3 separate regions of the Sus scrofa genome follow, and regions 1 and 3 are each linked to region 2. The links are chromatin contacts, called in public HiChIP or PLAC-seq maps. All regions are on one chromosome and are shown on one strand. The core of a region is the stretch at or near the end of the contact, and the rest is flanking DNA. Distances in the headings are between cores, read along the strand shown. Region 1 holds the start of EGFR (epidermal growth factor receptor). Region 2 holds the start of SEC61G (protein transport protein Sec61 subunit gamma). Region 3 overlaps EGFR (epidermal growth factor receptor).

The links. HiChIP or PLAC-seq counts read pairs in DNA pulled down with a chosen protein or histone mark.
Region 1: a contact with region 2 is called in an H3K27ac HiChIP or PLAC-seq map of alveolar macrophages. The contact joins the promoter of EGFR here to the promoter of SEC61G in region 2. A contact is called at or near these places in 8 of 47 Hi-C or Micro-C datasets (embryonic fibroblasts, fetal liver, liver and 4 more) and 2 of 2 datasets of contacts at active chromatin or transcription factors (alveolar macrophages and skeletal muscle).
Region 3: an H3K27ac HiChIP or PLAC-seq map of alveolar macrophages shows a contact between it and region 2. The contact joins the enhancer-like site here to the promoter of SEC61G in region 2. A contact is called at or near these places in 12 of 47 Hi-C or Micro-C datasets (alveolar macrophages, embryonic fibroblasts, epiblast stem cells and 7 more) and 2 of 2 datasets of contacts at active chromatin or transcription factors (alveolar macrophages and skeletal muscle).

Annotation. Positions count from the first base shown.
Region 1 is chr9:139,300,577-139,305,126 of Sscrofa11.1, reverse strand. EGFR (epidermal growth factor receptor) reads right to left here and starts at 2,717. Exons shown (of 28, transcript NM_214007.1): 1 at 2,517-2,717. The coding sequence starts at 2,604.
Region 2 is chr9:139,132,813-139,137,372 of Sscrofa11.1, reverse strand. SEC61G (protein transport protein Sec61 subunit gamma) reads left to right here and starts at 1,542. Exons shown (of 4, transcript XM_021063933.1): 1 at 1,542-2,004; 2 at 3,576-3,674. The coding sequence starts at 3,581.
Region 3 is chr9:139,377,930-139,382,957 of Sscrofa11.1, reverse strand. All of the region lies in intron 1 of EGFR (epidermal growth factor receptor), which reads right to left. Among named protein-coding and RNA genes, the nearest start is that of EGFR, 78 kb to the right of the region's middle. Within about 2 kb of position 3,352, at least 18 of the 83 cell types and tissues checked have an H3K27ac peak or open chromatin away from gene starts, as enhancers often do. A contact at or near this core is called in alveolar macrophages, where this site is marked.

The DNA.
Region 1 (4,550 bases), core at 1,468-3,967, 170 kb before region 2:
CCGGCCCCGGGCCCCTGGGCTCCCGGCCTGTCCTGATGGGCGTCCTCAGGTCCGGGCTTCTCAGAGGAAGGAGGGTTCTCTCTGGATACCATTCAAAGCCCCCGAGCAGGTCCTCTTCAACACAGCCCAGACCCACGGCACACGGATGTCCTAAAAGGAGGGCCTGCCCAGGTGGAATCCCACCCAAGGTCACTGCCGCAGCAGCACCTTCACCCTCAGCTTTGCTAGAGCGAGGGGCTTGCTCAACACCCCCCCAGCGTCTCCCAGCTCCTCGCTGTGACTGAGCTCCTCCACAGGCGCCTCCCAAGTGCCAGGAGAGGGGTCCCAACGGCAGGAGGGCGGCATCCCCATCTCCCCCCACCCCCGACACATACACTCACTCTCTCTCTCTCTCACACACACACACACACACACACACACACACACACACACACACACACACACACGGCAGGGCTCCAGAGATCAGAACCCACAAGGCATCGCAGTCAGGTGGCAGGGGAGCCTCTGGGAGGCCAGAGGCCTGAGTGTGAATCCGGGTTCTGCCTCTTGCTGGCCTTGGAAAAGTCGCTTTACTTCCCAGACCTGGGTTTCCCCACAGACTAGAGAGGACCCACCTCGTATGGTTTGTGAGGACTCAAAGGAAACTTAAAACAGCGTCTGGCAGGACCAAGTGCAGTGAGAACAAAGACACTACATCTTAGAACCAAACAGATCTCTCTAAAATGAGTAAATTCTCTAGAACAAAGCTGACCAAATGTGACTGACATGGGTCTTTCACACTTTGGGTTAATATTTTGCCCTACTTGGTCATCTTATTTACTTTAGCCCAATGACATTTGTTCATCTAATCCCACTATTCTATTCAGGAGCATTCTGTTTTAAACAAATACGGGATTAACAGGCAAATTAAGTGGTATTTATATTTTTCTTAGAAACAAATCTCCAAGCGGTAACAGCAGTGTTCAAAGGGGTACCAGCGGAGAGCTGCGGGCTCTTCTGGAGAAAGGTGGTGCTTTGGAGATGCTCCAACACTTTAATTTAAAATAAGGATGCCCCCACCCCCAACAGCCTGGGGCTCACAGCAGGGAGCAGCAGGGCCCCTGCTGCTCAAAGGACCCTGCGGTCAACTATCTCAGGAGCAGGACCACAGCCTTGGGCTCACAGCAGGGAGCAGCAGGGCCTCGAGACCCGTCAGGAGACGCTTTCAGTGAAAAGAGGCATATGCCTGGTCACTCATACCATCCCTCACCTCCTCTTTCCCATATTTTGCAAGGTTGTTAAAACTCCAGTGGTTCTGAAAGAGCTTTTGACCCTTGCAGGTAATCACTTCAGGGATTTCACCTCCATGGCCAGTGAGATCCACGCCTGGCTGCCCAGCAGAAGCACCTGAGGAGCTTTTCAAAATCCAGATGCCTCAGTCTCATCCCAGACCAGTGAAATTAGGCAGTCTGGGGGTGGGAGCCAGACAAGGTGTCTTGTTTCGTTTTAAATCCCAACCGATTCTAATTTGCAGCCAAGTTTGGGGTGCACTGCTTTAGGACTTACTGCTCCCCCCACCATCGCACTCAGCACCAAACCCTGTCTCGCTGTGCCAGTGACATCAACAGCAAGTACAGACCTGACTCTTGGAACCCCGGCTGCTTGAGTCTGAAATTGTGCAATTAAACCTTCTCAGGCATGTTTCTCATGTCAAGTGGGTTTATGGTCGGTAGTCACGAAGCCAGACTCGCTCATGTTTGGTCTGGACATTTGGCCCACGTGAACCACGGACATCAATCCGGTTTTTTTTTTTTTTAAAGTTTAATATTTTGGTTGGCCTGATGTCAAATTCTTCAAAAAGCTAAAAGACACATCCCAGAGAGAGAAATCTCTAGATTTTGAGGAGGAACGCTTGCTGTGAGCCATATTTTGAAACTGTGGGGACCCGGCCGGCCCGGATGCGTCCCGCCCCTGGACCGTTCGCCCCAGAACTGGCCCTCCTGCCGCGGCCGCTCCCACCGCCCCGTCCCTTCCACTGCGAAGCGCGGACACGCCGCCCAAGGGCTGCAAGAGGGGACAAATCTCGGGAGTCCCGGGAAGTGGCTACTCGCCGCCCGAGGGATGCGGACGGCGGGAGGCGCTGCGGGACGCGGAGGGGCGGTGGGGCCGGAGGACCTCTGGCCTCCCGGTCCCGAAGCGCAGGTGGCCAGTGCCCGGAACGAGCTCTCGAGCCTCTGGGTCAAGGCCGCGCCAGGAGAGGGGTCGGGGAGCTGGCTCCGGCGTGGGGCGCGGGTGCGGGGCCGGGCGCGGAGGGCCGCTCGGGTCCCGGGGTCCGGGCACGGGCCCCGCGTCCCGCCTGCGCCGCCCCCCAGCCCGGCGCACCGCGGGCGCACGTGCGGGGACGCGCTCGCCGGGGCGTCCACCCCGCGGGGGCCGGGAGGGCGGAAGGGAAGCGGCGCTCGGGCTCCTCGGCCCGCCGCGCCCGAGGCTGCGCGGCCGCCTGAGGACGGGCGGGACGGCGGCGCGGTCGCCCCTACCTTTCTTCTCCTCCAGCGCCGGACTCGCCTGGAAGTGCGCGGCCAGCAGCGCCAGGAGCGCGGCGCCGCCCGCCCAGGAGCGTCGCATCGCGCGGGGCTCGGCGCTCGGTCGGGACGCAGCGATGGCCGGGGCGCGGGGCGCGGGCTCGGCGGCCGGAGCGGACGGGGATCGCGCGGGCCGCGGGCGTGAGCTCCGAGCCGGGGCGGAGGCTGCGCGCTGCGCCGGCCGCCCGGACGTCTGGCTCGCGGGGGCGGGGGCGGGGGCGCGGGGAGGCCGGGCTCGAGGAGGAGGGACCGGGAGGAGGGGCGGGCGGCGCGCGGGGCGGAGGAGGCGACAGCGGGAGGAGCGCCGCGCGGGAGCGGGCTGCGGAGCCGAGCCCCGGGAGGACTGCCCCGCGCTGCCCCGCCGGCAGGGCAGGTCCTCGCCCACTTGCCTGCTGCTGGCGACCTGACCTTCCTGGAGCCACCTTTGCCCCCGGGTTGCCCATTCCCCTCCGCCGTCCTCCAAGTTGCAGAGCAGACGTGTCCCGGCGCGGAGCAGACCGAGCCTTCTGCCCAAGGCCGGATGCTGGCCCAGCGGGGGAGACCACTGTTTAATTGTGGCCCCAACTTCTCTGAGCACCTCGGGATCCCAGGGCGGGTCAGAGGCTGGCCTGGCGGCAGAGGCGCCCCCTGGCCTCTGAGATGCACTCAAGTCCCAGGGTCCTTCAGGTCCCGTCAAGCACCCTTGAAATCATCTGAAATAAGGACTCCCACCTCTAGCACAGATTCTGGCCTTGGGGAAATGTTTGTTGAGTGAATGCATAGGCACCAAAGGAGCCCGCAGCATTTCATGGGCCGTGCACCAGCGAGCAGTACTTGAAAGACGAATGATTGCAGGAAATCACTTCAAAAAAGTCAAGCACTTAGAATAAAGGCTTAGCACACACACTAGCTGTGGGCCCCCCTGCCTGAAGACAACCACGCTGCAACTCTGACAGGAGAAAAGCCGGGGAAACCTACTCAGGATTCGGCCAGAAGAAAGCCGGCTTTCTCGGGCTGCAGGAAGGTTTTAGCTAAATGCTTCCAGCAAAGCCCGCCCTGCCCTACTCCTCCTCCTCCTTCAGGACAGATGTCTTCTGCCTGTCTACAGCCGACTCCCTCTCCCACAAGACCCATTGTGACTTCTCGCGGGCCTTCAGCTCTGGTTGGCCCCACCTTTTAAGCAGGAATCATAAACCTGCAGTAAGTGGAGCTAAAGCAGGGCCTTTCCTACATGTGGGGGAGCAAAGCTTTGCATCTTTCCTTACCGAGCATTGGGTCCGTGGAACTTTAAGATGAGAATCATTTGTGTTTGTTTCTTTGTTTTAAGGAAGTCCCTTCATCCATTTAAGGATGAAGAAGGCTTTGTAGGTTCTGCAGGCCATGGCTTTGGTCCCTCCACGCTCTTCAAACGAAGGCAGAAATGGTCTGTAAAGAAAAGCGCCACCTGCTAGAGAAGGGCACCAAAGTGACAGCAGTGGGCAGAGGACGCAGCCAGGGTGTGTCTTGTAGCTCATCTGCTCACAGGAGTTCCACACATTTACCCAACAAGGGCCACAGATGGGGTCCTAAGCCTTTATAAAGGAAACATTTGTGTGGTAGCACAAATCGAACTGTCCGTGTGTTAAAACACCAAGCTACTGAAGCTACAGTGACTTTTTAAGCATGCATAAGAATTTCTCCCATGAGTCCCACAAAAGAAGTCAGTGTGTAAAGCCTTCAGGGTTCTGGAGTTCCTGCTGTGGGGAAGTGGGTTAAGAATCCTACAGTGTCTCTGTGGCAGCTGAGTGTGTGCTGTGGCTGGGGTTCAACCCCTGGCCTGGGAACTTCCATATGCCAGTAGTGTGGGAAAAAAAAAAAAAAAAAAAAAAAGAAAGACTTTAGGGTTCTCACGAACCACTTCTTTGTAATCAACAGCCGTCATGGTGCCGTCCTGGTACAATGGCCGTCCTGTGACCTGATAGCGTCTCAAGAAGCAGAGCTCCCTGTAAACTATTATTTGAGGAGGCAGTG
Region 2 (4,560 bases), core at 293-2,792:
CACTTACACGTGAAGATATATGTGTGTATGCGTGTGTGTATATATATATATTCATTTAAATATCAGGGCTATAAAGGGTCAGCGTGGCGGCCATAATATAAGTATGTTGGGGCGATGGACATAGCTTTCTTTCCAGGTAAGAGCCGAGGTTTTCCAGGTATGTGATGAAATGATTTCAGGTTTTTGTTCCATGTCACAGAAAAACACTGGAGCCTGTGGACACTTACTTCACAGGATATTTGACTACAGGATGTGTTGGGATTGAAGCAGAGTAGAAATTTTTCAAAGCAGGGGTCTGTGACACACATCTTCTCTTAGCCTAACAAAGGAGCATGACCAGGGCACCACAGGAATAAAGGCAGTTCAGGACCAGCTGAGTGCTGAGTTCACATGTGTGAAAGCGTCAGTTCCTAAAGTAAAGTTTCTAATATCTACACGTCCAGATAGTCTGATTGAGTGGGTTGGGTCAGGAATCTATATTTTACAGAGTGTCCACACACTGTCCTGAGGGTGGTCCATACTGATGGCAAAATTCATAGGGAACTCTGCCTCAGTTTTAAGAATGTTAAGACTTTTCTGGACAGACTGGCGTGTCTGAGTTACTCCTCATTCCTAGGCCTTTAGCCCAGGTGACATCTGCGGAGAGGCCTGCAGTGACCTTGATTCCGCCCTCTCCACAACCCCCTCTTTAGTTGCCATGTAGCTTCCTTCATAATCATTTTGTTCTCTTGTTCCCCTCCCTACCCTGCGCGTTCCCTTACAAGACCATGATAGGAGGGTATGACAAGTCTGGCTTATCCAGAACACCTAGTAGAGCGTTATACACAGTAGATGCTCGATAAATAATGGTCAAAAGAGCTTTTCATTTTAAAAACACAGGATCACAGGCTGACAAGTTCACCAGTGACCACCTTGTGTCCGTGTCTGCAAATCCACACATAACACACACATGTTGTTCTAAGTCCCCAGTGCAAATCCAGAGAACCCCAAATGACGGCCTCAGCCCAGCGGAAGTCCCAGGACGGCACGGAGGAAGGCCAGGTTTGGGGTGGGAGACCGTCTCCCGTTAGGTCTGTCATAGAAAACACCACGTTGCTTATAGTTTCACTTCGACTAATAAAATTAAATACGCGTTGCTGTGGCTCTGGCGTAGGCCGGCGGCTACAGCTCCGATTCGACCCCTAGCCTGGGACCCTCCATAGGCCGCGGGAGCGGCCCAAGAAATGGCAAAAAAAAAAAAAGACAAAAAAAAAAAATTTAAGTAAAATTAAATACAAAAAGTCACCGCCCGCGACGAAGCCCATAGGAGCCAATGGCCCGACCGCTGGGCCTTCCAGCAAAGGTGACCCGATCGAGAAGCAACCAGCCGTGAGCAGGCCAGGCCACGCGTGCCCCGGCCCCCGACCTGCCCACACTGCGGAGGGCCCGCGAGCACGCCCCGCCCACAGTGGGAGGGCCTGCGAGCACGCCCCGCCCCACGACCCGCGGTCAAGGGAGGGCCTGCGAGCGTGCCCCACCCGTGCCCCGCCCACACCGCCCCCGGGGCCTCAGCCGCACTCCGTGCGCAGGTCCGAGAGCAGGGCCTAGGCGTCCGACTGCGCCTGCGCGCCCACGTCGCTCCAATGGGCCAATGAAACGGAGGGGTGGGCGGGTGGTAGCCGGGCCGGCTTCCGGTTCCGGTGGGCGTCTGCGTACTCTTGTGTTACTTGTCTCTGGAGCCGGAGCCGGCGGTGGGTCGGTGGGGTTGGGTCTGGCGCCCACCCGGCGGAGGGCCTAGGAGCACGCCCCGCCCACGCTGCACCCGGAGCGTTGGCCACACTGTGCGTGCCCGTCAGCGAGAGAGGCCGAGGCGTCCTACTGCGGCTGCGCGCTGACGTCGCTCCAATGGGCCAATGAACGGAGAGGTGAGCGGGCGGTAGCCGAGCCCGGCTTCCGGTTCCGGTGGGCGTCTGTGTGCGGACTCTTGTGCTACGTGTCTCTAGAGTCGGAGGCGGCGGCGAGAAGGTGAGTTCCCGTGCGGCGGGCGCTGGGGCCACCTGTGGGGGCTAGCGGAGACGGCGGGCGTGGGCCAGCCCTCCGGCCGCCTTCCTGCAGGGCGTCGGGGACGAGGCCCCCAGGCTGAGCTCTGGCCCCGGGCGGGGCGTTGCATCCCCGCCTCGGCCACCCGTGCGGGGTCGCTTTCGGCGGAGGGTCCCGCGGGGCTTGCGTCTGGGGCGGTGGGGCGGAGTGACCGGGAGAGCGCAGTCCCGGCCTGTGGGATGGGAGGGTGGGGCTGGGCCGGGGGATCCTACTGGGTTTCAGGCCGCTTCCCTGATGCTCGGTGCAGAGGGCTGGGTGTTGTGCGTTGTGTTTGGAGAAAGGGCCCTTCGGTTTCATCGCCGAGGACAGGTGTGTAGGAGGGACCCAGCGTAGCTGGCCCAGGATGTTCGTAGAGTTCCTAGCGTGCTTTAGTGTTTCATATGCATTATTCCACAGTGGGTGAGAGAACTGGGCCTGGAGAGGCTGAAAAAAGGGAAGAAAGGGATTTGAACCACCACCTTCTCTTACGGGTGGCATTCATTCATTCATTCATTCATTCTGCAGAAATTTATAGAGTATTTGTGTGCCTGGCCTCTGCCGCAAGCACTAGAAATAAAGTACCAACAGTGAGCTGGCTTCCTTAGCTCTATACCGGGTGGCCCTGCTCTTCTGCAATAGGGTTCTCAAAAGAAACTATGTGGTAAAACATGTAGCCCTTTTTCCTTAAAAGGTGTGTCCACATGTAAAGATTTAGAGTTTAGCTGATAGCTTCTCAGAACCTGGATATCTGTTCAGCCAGTCTTTGGAATTTGAAAATTTTGTACCTAGTAGTCCATGGACTCTTCAAGTGTTGTTTGGCCGAGGTTTGGAACAATCTGAACCACATTTGTCTCCACTCTAGACTTGCAGCACCACAGTTGACATTCACCTCACTGGACACTGGTGTCTGTGGAGTTTATAATAAAATGTAGGAAGTACTTACTGAGTCCTGATGCTGTTAGTTCCTCCTCAGAAGGAAGACAGCAGGGTGGGTCAGGAGTGGGTGTCTCCTCAGGGGCTTAGCCTTAGCAGTGAGAGCCCTATGACATTAAGAGCTTGTGCCCTTTGTCGCTGATAACAATTTGGGCCAAACCTGTGTTGTCTAACTGCCTTTGTTTTGATGCTCTGCTGGGGATTCCAAAAATAATGTCACTTCACACTTGTGAGTCTGTTCCCCCCCCATGAGAAGAAATTGACCCATATCAGGTTAGTCTCATTTACATTTTTTTCATTTCTTTTTAGGGCTGCATCTGCAGCATATGGAAGTTCCCAGGCTAGGGGTTGAATTGGAGCTACAGCTGCCAGTCTACACCACAGCTCACAGCAATACTAAATCCTTAATCCACTGAGGGAGGCCAGGGATCAAACCCACATCCTCATGAATACTAGGTGGGTTCTTAACCTGCTGAGCCACAGCCAGAACTCCTCATTTACATGGTGACATAACTCAGGAGAACTTTGCTGTATAATAAATTACACCAGTGAGCATCTTTTCTGTTTGTTTGTTTTTTCAGTAGGCATCATGGATCAGGTGATGCAGTTCGTTGAGCCAAGTCGGCAGTTTGTGAAGGACTCCATTCGGCTGGTTAAAAGATGCACCAAACCTGATAGAAAAGGTAGTAGCTTTGACATGAAAGAAAAAAAATCAGACCTTTGCATTTTCTAAGGCTTTTATTTGATTAATGTCTTCCTGTTTAATAACATTTTTATTTATTTTGCTTTATGGCTTTTTCATATTTTTTCCTAAATTTTGTGTGCTTTTTATACACCTTATAAGTTTATCTGTTTTATGTATTTTCTAATCATGTAAGATTATTTGTTGGAGCCTTATATTCCATGGTGCTTTTGCCCTAGTCCTATTTCATGACTTCAGAGTTTTCAGTGTCTTTCATAGTTCCGCTCTGGAAAATCTTGTGCAGCTGGCCCTGCTGTGCCATTTCCCTCCCCACCCCCATTCTTCCCTAAACAAAAAAGATCTTCACAAGAAATCAACAATTTAGTTACTGCCAGCCTAGAAAGTTTAATTTTTTATCATAATTCATGTGTTAAAAGGTACATCAGAATTTGTCTGTCTTTGTTCATTTATTGACAGCTGCCTGGGAATATAATAGAGAATATAATATAATGCATTATATGACATATAGAGTATATAGATAATATAATACCAAAAAGTGTAATAGGGAGTAGTCCTTGCTGCTGTAGAGCTTAGAATCTTTGATGGAGGACAGTCATAACCAAAGTGTCGTGAAAGGAATAGAGGCCTGCTTGGCCTCATTTAATGGAACCAGCCGCGTCCAGAGTGCCCGGAGCACATCCCTGTAGAAAGAACGTTAAGTGGGAACATGATGTGGGTCTGAAACCACTGCATAAAATTGTACTCAACCCGATTTGGATTTTCAAGCATTATTTTTGGCTTAATTATGATATCAAATAGGCTGGACCTATTGTTTATAAAAAGTTATGTTCTGTGCTCTTATAATTGATATTTTTAGCAATGTTACC
Region 3 (5,028 bases), core at 2,103-4,602, 240 kb before region 2:
TGCAGCCAGTGCTCCTAGACTCAGCGTCTCTTAGAAAATTTTAGAAAGAAAAGATTAAAACCACAAGATGCAGCCCACCTTGTCACACAGGTGGGCCCTGAGACACCGCGCTTTCCAGACCACAGACAAAAGCGAATACGGCAGCAAAGCAAGTCACACGAGGCTCTGCTTTCCCAGTCCCCACACCGGCTATGTTTACACTATACTGCAGTCTAGTGAGTGTGCAACTGCCTATGTCTAAAAATGTTCAAGCCTTAATTTAAAAAAAAATAGTGTATTGCCAAAACATCAGCTGACAACACAGGGTTACCACAAACCTTCAATCTGTGTAAAAAAAAAAAAAAAAAGGAAAAGGAAAACCAAAAACAAAACAGTATCTTTGAAGCTCAATAAAGCAAAGTGCAATAAAATGATGTCTGCCCATATCTGTAAACCCTGGCACACTTAATACACTGATTTCATCTCTGAGATTTTTTTTTTTTAAAAAGTCATTAGCCTATTTTCTTCTATCAGAAATGTTCTAGTTATACAGTTGAAAATGGAGCTCCTTCCTCTTTGTTTTACTTTTTTTTTTAATTCCACATCTGTTCACAGAAGTTGGCAGAAGACCCTGGGAGGACTGTGAAATCGTGCTTTCTCACAGGGGATCCTGGGAGGGGGAACATGATTGTCAGCAGAGGGCGCCTCCCCCCAGCCGCACCTCAGCGCAGGCACAGCCTCCTGAGGCTGCCCCGAGTCTCAGGAGAGGCACAGCTGGTGACACCCGGACACCCCTGGCCCAAGAGAGTGGCTTTGACAGCAGCTCTCCAGGCTGCTAAGTGCAAAAGACTCTTTTTTTCTACCTGGCGCCTGAATTTGTCCTGTGCCTCTGGGACCCAGTGTCCTGCTCAGCTCTTTGAAGCAACGACTTTGTCTTTTCACAGTGAGGGGCACTGCCCTGACTTTCAAGGTTTGTACCATCACGCTGATGTCCGACGCTGAAGGCCAGATGGGGGCTGCTGATTCCTAAAAGAATGTAGCACTTAAAAAAAAAAAAAAAATCACCCACTCCACAGTCTAAAACCAAAGGAGTCAGATGGGGTCACGCTACCCCGGGACGGCCACCTGTTAAATCATCTGAAAGGCCCATGTAATTGATGAGACGTGGGGAAGAGCAAGCCCAGTCTTCACAGCGTTCTGGGCACGGGGTTGCCAGCAGCTGAATTCCAGAGAGTAACTCAGCAGAGGGATGTGGACAAGGCGACATGTGCGCGTGTGAGCAGAGCAGTCGAGAGTCCCTAAAGTGACCTCTGGGAGGCCACACAGGCTCCCTCCCCGTGCCTCCTGCAGAGACCAGGGTTCTGGCGGCCGCCACATGGCCCAGGAGTCAGAAGACTCAGCGAGACAGCCGTCCACGAACTCTTCCTGGGTTCCTGTGGTCAGAGGTTATTTCAGTACTTCCTGACCCTTTTATCAAGTGAGAAAACCGAAGCTTCCAATCACAAAGAGATGACAGCTTGCCATCGCACACAGGGCCAGGTGTACCTGTGTTTGTTTCAAGTAATTTAATTATTTCGTTTGTTTAGTGTTGGAGGAACACGTTCTTTGATGCAAAATTGGGACTACAGATGAGCAAACAGCGGAAGACAGACAAAACCGAGGGTCCTCATAGGGTACTCAGACTTCCGGATCCTTTTCTTTTCTTTTTAGGGCTGCACCTGCGGCATATGGTTGTTCCCAGGCTAGGGGTGGAACTGGAGCTACAGCTGCTGGCCTGCACCACAGCCACAGCCACAGCCACAGCCATGCCAGATCCTTAACACACTGAGCAGGGTCAGGGATCACACCCGCATCCTCATGGATACTAGTCTGGCTCAGGTTCATTACCCCCGAGCCACAACAGGAACTCCTCAGAATTCTTCCTATGCATACATGTTAGACAGGGAATTTATTTATAAAAATATGACTTTACTACACTTGCCTTGGTTCATTTAATACACTGCCAAGTTTAAATTTAAAAAAAAAATGTTTTTGGTCACACCCACAGCATGTGGAAGGTTTTTATTTTAGTAAGTATCTACAATTTTTTTTTTTTTTTTTACTGGCTGAGGAGTATTTCATCATATAGAGTCAAGTTATATAGTCAACCAATCCTTGAGTGTTGGAAGGCCATGCGTGTTTTTAGGTCTTTAGAAATATGCTGTTAAGCCAGCACACTCCCAGTAGGAAAACAGGACTGGTCCCCGCCCCCGGTCCCAGCCAGGCCACAAATTGTTTATTCTGAGAAACACAGCCTGTTTAGGTGTTGGAAAAAACTCAACGACCTTTCCATTTCTAATAAAGCTACCTGCACCATCATTTTTTAAATAAAGGAGATTCTTTGCTCCAGCGACCACACCCCAAGGCAAAGGGCAGCTGGGGGTCTGCGCTGGAAGAGACACCACCTTTAAATGTTAGCAGCAGGATCTCAGAACAGATTCTCATTATACTTGTAATTTTTTCAAACTTCTTATAAAATAAATTCTTCCTAATTAGAAAAAATAACAGAGTCAATATCACTTTTGAAGTTCCAGAGAAGACCAAGGCTACAAAAGGGGACAGGCAGGGCTAAAAGCTGCTTCAAAGGGGCTCAGGTGAACACGAATATGGCTCATTTCTTTTCACAAACTGGATTGTCCTACGGATGCTGGTGCAAAGCACAGACTACATCTTGGCCGCGGCTCAATGGCCACACTGACCTAGTGCCATCTGCTTGCTGCTGTGCAGGGCTGCTGGGTGACTGTGGATAGGACACGGGGTTTGTGGGCCTCGAGACTCGCGCATCCAAAATTAGGCACAGCGTGAAAGCGAACACGTGGAATGACAAGCAAATCACAAGACGTTCTCCTTACGCAAATTTCATAAACCAGGAGGCCCTGCCAGCAGCCTGCAAGGCCCACCCGGGGCCTCGGAAGGGCTCTGCGCAGGAGCTGTACAGGAACTCCCTGTCGGTGAGCAAGGGCAATTTACTTCCCCATTTGCTCTCTGGTGGATATGTGGGCTGGTGAGTTTTGTTTTGCTGCGTTATTATTACCATGGTGGGCGGGAAGTTTGGGGGGAGCTCCGTCAGCTGAGGTCATTCTCACAGGGACCATGTCGCCTTCCTCCCCCCAGGATGTGGAGCCTCAGGCAAGGAGCGGGCAGGAGGCTGGAGCTGGGCACTCCAGGCACGTGCCATCAGGCCCCTCCGGAGATTCTGGGGCGTTTCCCTGCAAGCTACAATTCCAGAACCAGTTATTCAAGCTCCAGAGAGCGCACAGGCTCGGGCCTTGGGAAAGTCGCAGAGTCTCTCTTGATTCCACTTCCTTTTCGGGCAGAGGAGGATGATGACATGCCTCTGGAGGCTGGTGAGGAGCCGGGGTGAGGAACTCACGTTGCAGTCATTCCATTCCACCGGCTCCACTGCACAGCACGCGCAGGGCAGCTTTATTAACATCTCATCTGGGCAGAGCTTCCAGGAACTTCAGGAAGGGAGCGATCAAGCAACACGGCCGCCCTGATGCCCTGCCAGCCTCAGCTGGGCCACGGGCACCCCTCACAGCCGCCCCGGGGCTGGCAGATGCGAACACAGCCCAGACTTGGTCACCATGCAAGGGAGGGGGCCATCTCATTTCCAAGGGAACGTATATGCCAGGGTTCATGACCTTCCTGTCTTCTGAAAGTCAAATATCCATAAATAGAACTCGCTTTTAAGGAACGGGTCATCTCCATCACCTGACTCCCATACAGCTTGATAGAATTTTTACAAAGGAGCCAGGAAACTGAGCATGAATGGCAGAGCCGGCTCGTCCCCACACTATGCTCTCGGGCTTTAGTCCGCGGGCGTGCCAGCTCGACCCACAAGCAGATCTCCACACACACAGGTACGCGCCCCAGGGTTCTGAAGTCCTATCAAGCACTTAGACACAGATAACTGGCTAGAGCGGGAAAATGAGCTTAACTACAAGTTGAAAGTCTTCATTTTATGAAGGATTTACAAAGGAAATGTTACCTAAATCAGCAGAGGAAAAGGGCTAGAAGCTGCAAAAGTGCAGGAGGAATGACAGTGCCCGGCCAAGCACAGCACATGGGGCTCGTGGGCTGGCCTGGCCCCTCGCTACCTGGGCATGGCCAAACGCGTGGAGTCCCGGAGGCGGTGCCCGGGGCCTGGGGAGATGCTGCCGGCTCCAGACAGACGGCCCGCTTCCGAACACAGTAAGTTACCAAAGCCAGCTTTCGGCCTTCACCAGAACCGCGACAGGGGCAGCCCTGGACGCTCTGGAGAGGTGACCCAGAGAGACCGGGCCCAGAAGGAACACCAGAATCCAACCGGGAGGGAAGAGGGGCAGCAGCCTCATCATGAAAAAAATGAACGGTACAGAGTGTTCGTGCAACACTAGCTGCTCATTGTTTTAGAAAACCAGCGTCCAGGGCGCCCCAGAGGCATTTCGGGCTTGGTTCCAGAAGAAGTGAAAACCTAAACCAAGCGAATCAGGCAGAGTTCGCGGGTTCCCGGTGCACATAAAGGTCGTGTTTGCACTCTACTGCCGTCGCCTAGGTGTGCAGGCGCCTCATGCCCCAAGAGCAAAGCACATACCTTAGTTTAAAAATACTCAACTGCTAAAAAACGCAAATCATCCTCTGGGACTTCAGCGAGTGGTCATCTTTGTGCAATAAGAGCATCAGAGACACTATTCACGGGTCACTGTAACAAACCAATAATGACAAAATTCCAAATATTGCAAGAATTACGGGAAGTGACCCAGAGACACAGAGGGAGAAGCCACTGCAGGGAAATGGCTCTGACAGGCTTGCTTGACGTCGGGTTGCCACAAACCTTCCATTTGTGAAAAGCACACTAGCTGCAAAGCAAAGCAGGGTAAGATGAGCGTTAAGTTTGGGTTTCTGATATGAGCCTTGAGGTTTTCTGAGCTGAAATAACCCCATCACCTTGGGAACGAGTAGGAAAGGACCCCGAGCTGCAGGTCTCTGGGTCTAAAGGTCATCCTCAAGGTCGCTGAAGGAGAAGCC